2 separate regions of the Capsicum annuum genome follow, and region 1 is linked to region 2. The links are chromatin contacts, called in public Hi-C maps. All regions are on one chromosome and are shown on one strand. The core of a region is the stretch at or near the end of the contact, and the rest is flanking DNA. Distances in the headings are between cores, read along the strand shown.

Region 1 (2,700 bases), core at 134-2,633, 200 kb before region 2:
GCCACCCAGATAAAAAAAAACTACGTGACTATACCACATTACCATCCACATGTAAAATGTTAGTATTTTTTAATTATATGACATTCCTTTCTTCTTTATTTTTATTTTTATTTAAAAACGTCAGTGAAACAGACAAAACTTATATGACTTTTTAATTTTTAATCAAAGTAGACAAACGATGGTTACATAATATTTTTTTTGAAAAAATTTATTAAATGTAACATCGCTATTATCAAATTTCTTTGGTCATCTAAAAAATAAGTTTTTTCCTGTTAATAGGTTTAAAAGTGTGAAACCCAACAAAATAGTCTTATTAAACTAATAAACCCATTAATTATTAGGCCAGTATCAAAGTTAAAATTAAGATTTACTCGTAAAAGTAACAAATTTCAAACTAAACTTCAAATTAGTTACTCAAAAGATGTGTTTGGCTTTGCTAGCTTTTACTCAAAATGTTTATGTTAAAATGATTTAATAAATACCTCCTCTAATCTAAAATTAATGAATCTTTGAATGTGGCGCACATCTTCAAAAAGTTAATGAATGACATAATTAAAGAATAATTTATCAATATTAATTATCATTTACTTCTTTTCGAACTTGTTCTAAAAATAATAAGATTATTCATCAAAACTAAATTAAGAAAAATGAATTCATTTCGAATAATTAAACAAGTGTTAAAAGGAATTCATTTATTTTGAAAAAGAATTTGCATGTAGTAAATTCAACTCAATTATTAGTACATCAACATTTGCTAGCTTAAAAGTTAAAATTCTAGCTCCTCCTCCGAGTCAACATCAGATCAAGATCAAGCTGTCCCTCGTCTCAAACGATAATAACAAGATGAAATTTAGAACTTTTAAAACGCTAATGAAAAGGTGAAATCTAGAACTTTTAAAACACTAATGAAGTAATTAGTAAAAGATTGTTTTTTTAGTTTTTTCGTTTCACTGTTTTGCAAAAAAATAAAAATAATAATAAAGAAGAAGGGAATGTCACATAATTAAAAAATACTAACATTTTACATGTGGATGGTAATGTGGCATAGTCACGTGGAATTTCGTTAAAGGGAGGAGTATTTTTGAGCCATTTCAGATAGTTCAGGGGTATTTTTGATCCTTTTTCGAATTTCGTTAGAGGGAGGGGTATTTTTGAGCCAAATATTTAACGGAGGGGTATTTTTGAGCCAAAAATCTAACGAGGGGCATTTTTGAGCTATTTCAGATAGTTCGGGGGTATTTTTGAGTCTTTTCCGCTGCTAAAATAAAGTCTAGAATATCTTATGAAGTATTCTACGTAATATTGTCCTACTTATTAATAGATCTCGATATATTGTGAATCTAAGCACATTTTCCCTCTTAATTTTGTTTATTCTCTTGACTAATATTCAAGTTAGTTCTAAGAACAGGAGCAACGCAATTCGGATAAACGTAGAATTCCTCGATTTGAGGATCTGACCTGCTTTTAAGAAACTTCAATGGTTTTATTAATGTGTGATGTCACATCCTTTGGCAGAAGGCAGTTGTTTTGTTAAATTATCTTCTCTATATGCACATTATCTTATACTTATGGTTCAGGTTTACAAAGGGGGATTGTTCAAAACAGCAACTGAGCACAAGGAACAAATCCGTTATTTCAGTCAGCAGGTATATGCATAGATAGGTGGATATTCTAAAAGTTACATTTGGTATGTCTAGCTGAAATTATTAATTCTGCTGATTGGTTTGTGTGGTCAACTTTTCAGGATCTTAGGGAGCTCTTTAGCCTTCCCAAGGATGGTGGTTTTGACATATCAAATACTCAAAAACAGTTGAATGAAGAGCATGATCATGAGCACAAAATGTAATGTGTTTATATCTCATGTAATTTTGGGTGATTGTTCTCCTATTGAGCTTTGATAGGATTTCTGATTGTTTCTCAGGGCTTGTGCCCCTTAAAATCAGCAATAGTTTATATTATTTTCATAAGCCAAGTGGTGCCTTTGTTGTCAAATAGTTTTTACAATGATAACTGTTTTGCTGCAGGGAAGAGACTTTGAGGGCTCATGTAAAGTTTTTGGAAACTCTGGGCATAGCTGGAGTTAGTAGCCATAGTTTGCTCTTCTCAAAGACAGCGCCTGTGGCAGCTGTCCAAGATGAGGACGAAGTGAGAATGTAAGTTATATTATTCTTTCAACAAGACAAATCATTTTCGATGATTCTTTGTATTTTGGATCATGCCAAAGTGTTTTGACACTATTTTGCAGATTATGCTGTTTTTTATTTTCTTCATTCTACGGTGATTAGCAATATACTATTGGAGGGGTTGAACTAGTTCTTTTATTTGTAAATTATGACTTCCTCAGCATATTTGAATATTTATAGTCGTAACATGTTAATTTCCTACCTAAAATGAAGATATCTATGTCCTGATTTACTTAGAAAATTAGATGAGTTCAATTCCGACGAATAGGTTAAACTTCATGTTCAATTGAATGGACATATAAGGGATGGAGGGAGTAGTGGGAAAGTAGGAGCGCTCGTTTCCAGGAGGGAACAACTGTTTAATTGAGGCACAGTGGGACCAAAACCATATAATGGCTTATTAACTCAAGACATTGCACTCATCTGGCACAATTGGAGGCTCAACTTTAGATTTGCGTGGACGTCAAGTGAGACTTAAAAACAATGCTATTAAAACTCATGTCTTTTCAAGGGTGAA
Region 2 (2,785 bases), core at 18-2,517:
TTTATAGAAATACATATCCGACTCACATTTATATATAAACATATAGGACACAAAATCTCTATAACAAAAATAACAATTATATACATATACATATATGTAATAAAAAAATATATATACATATCTTAAAACAGTGAAAGAAAACAAATAAGTACATATGTTACCCTCTAAAATGACATAATATGTATAGTTCAAAGACAAATCCAACACCGTATAAAATACATATAGCTCTGCATATGTTTTTACAGAATACATACCTTATCCATATGTATATTCTTATTTTATATGAGTCACCTTTGCATTTCGCAAATACATATGAAGATATATAGTATAGTTATGTTATTTACTGTTTAATATGAATATGATATGTATGTTTTGTACTGTAAATACATATCCAGATCTGTATGACTATGTATTTTGTATGTTATTTAAATGTGATATACATATTTGTCTTTTCAAAATAAAAGTTAGAGATAGAAGAGTAAAAAAATGGGGAAAAAATATAAAAAGAAAAAACGCAAAAAAGAAGAAGTGAAAAAGAAAAAAAAAGGAAGAAAGAGAAATAGAAGTGTAAAAAAAAAAGAAAAAAAAAGAAACAAAATAATAGAAAAAAGAAGAAGAAAATGAAATAGAAAAAGAAAAAAAAGATATGAGAAAGGAAAAAAAGAGAAATAGAAGAGAGAAAATAAAGTGGAAAGAAAAAAATGAAAAAGAAAAAAAGAAATCAAAATAAAAAAATAAAATAATAAAAAACTAAGATAAAAAAAACTAACAAAAAAAAAAGGTAGAGATATAAGAGAGTGAAAGGCAATAATGATGTTTTATTTTGAAATCTTGAAAATCATGGAGATAATTATCTTCAAATATGAAAAAAAAAGAAAAACAAATAAAAAAAATGAAAAAGAAAAAAAAAGAAGAGAAATAGAAGAGAGAAACTAAAGTGGAAATAAGAAAATAAAAATAAAATAAAAAAATAAAATGATAAATAAAATAAGATGAAAAAATGGTGTAAAAGATATGACAATATTTAGGGAAGGTGAAATAGTGAAGTGAAAATAGAAAAATGTAAAGTAGTGATAATAAAACATGCACTTGCCTAGTTAATGAATAAAATAATTTCAATAATATTATAAATTTTAATTTTATAAAAATGTTGCTATTTATTGTAATTATAGTCGTAAGTATGCTAATTTTTTTTTTTTTTTTTTGTAATATTTGCTATTTGGAAAACTATTATATTTCCAAGCTGTGGTAGGCTCCTGAAGGCCCATTTAACCCAAACCTGAACCCGGGCCCATTTACACGACTCATGAACAATTCCCGCTCTTTCTTCAAAAAATTTTTAGAGAAAATTGCGAACACCTGGAAATGGAAGTATAGTTACAACTTGCAGCAGAGAAGATGATGACAACGAAGGTATTCACCGGAGCAAATGTATTCATGTCGAGAAACCTCGTTCCGCCGGAGCAATTCGACGCGCTTCACCATGCTCTCAAGCTCAACGGAGCTCAAGTTTTCCTCTGTTGCGACCCCTCCCGGAATGCTCTCAACGATTATCACGTCATTTCTTCTCCCCAACATGTACGTACTATTATCATTTATGTACTAATTCGTTGTCAAATTTTTAGGGGATTTTGGTTTGAAATTTATTTGATTCGTTTGTTAATTGTGGTGCTATTGATTTTGCTGTAATTTCGAAATTTTACCTAATTTTCGCAGGAGAAATTTGGGGATCTTCAAGCTAAGGGCTGCAATTTGATAGGTAAGTTTTGGTTTCAACTGTATTTTACTTGTTTGCCCTTGGTTTTGACTGGTGAGGGCAAAAGCAGGTGTTTGACCATCAGAATTTTTTCACTTTTTTTCTGGAAAGTTATTTCACTTTAGTGAAAAAAGTGAAAATTATAGTGTTTGACTATAAGAATTACTTCACTTTAGTGGAAATTGATTTTGGAAAAGTTGTTTTCACTTTTTTTTTTCACTCCTATTTCTCTTGCAAAGTTTCAGAAACTACTCCAATTTATATTCATGGCCAAACACAACTTCAACTCCAACTCCAACTCCGAAAAATTATTATTTCCATGGCCAAACGGTAGTGTGGTTCAGAAATTCGAATTGAAGATAGTTTGGATGGTTTATTATCAGAGTTTTTTGTTTAGATTTTGTCCTTATAAGGTTGCAATTTGATACTATCTTATTGATCCAGTTGATTTTTCTGTGTCTTCATTTGTTCTGACACCTATTTTTTGGTATTGTGATAGTCTGTACCCTAAATATTGAGGTTGGTGAAATTGAGTGAACTAATTTCATGGTAATGACGTATGGGAATTTCTTTTTGTTGTTTGTTAAAAGTCCCTAATATTAAAGTTATAACAATTATAACTATCTTCCCCTTTCAGCATAGCATAAACCTCAGACCAGATGGTTCAAGAGGTGTTTCTCTTTTCTTTCTTTTGATATCTAATTTCCAAAATACACCATTGGTTGCTTAAATGCTAATATATATAGTTTTTTCCGTGACTGTTTTGTGAGTAGATTAGTAGAGCAGTTTAGGGAGAGGAAGAATAACTTGCACATAATGTTCATTGATCTTGAGGTGTATGAAAAAGTTCCCAGAGAGACTCTGTGGAGGTGCTTGGAGGCTGGGGGTATCCGTGGCATACTCTAGGTCGATTCAGGACATGTACGACGACGCGGATACTCGTGTGAGGACGGTAGGAGGAGATTCGAAGCACTTTTTCGTTTTGACAGGGTTGCACCAGGGATCGACTCTTAGCTCGTTTTTATTTTC

What was found. A called contact is a pair of places that touch in the nucleus more often than the background predicts.
Region 1: a Hi-C map of bud shows a contact between it and region 2, with 2.9 times the contacts expected there. The contact joins the enhancer-like site here to the promoter of LOC107858822 in region 2. A contact is called at or near these places in 2 of 5 Hi-C or Micro-C datasets (bud and placenta).

The regions. Positions count from the first base shown.
Region 1 is chr1:152,432,599-152,435,298 of UCD10Xv1.1, reverse strand. LOC107858843 (protein CHROMATIN REMODELING 24) reads left to right here. Exons shown (of 30, transcript XM_047397991.1): 25 at 1,578-1,646; 26 at 1,745-1,842; 27 at 2,025-2,153. Among protein-coding and RNA genes, the nearest start is that of LOC107858843, 18 kb to the left of the region's middle. Within about 2 kb of position 1,383, at least 4 of the 5 cell types and tissues checked have an H3K27ac peak or open chromatin away from gene starts, as enhancers often do. A contact at or near this core is called in bud, where this site is marked.
Region 2 is chr1:152,232,463-152,235,247 of UCD10Xv1.1, reverse strand. LOC107858822 (DNA topoisomerase 2-binding protein 1) reads left to right here and starts at 1,267. Exons shown (of 17, transcript XM_047397947.1): 1 at 1,267-1,578; 2 at 1,717-1,759. The coding sequence starts at 1,399.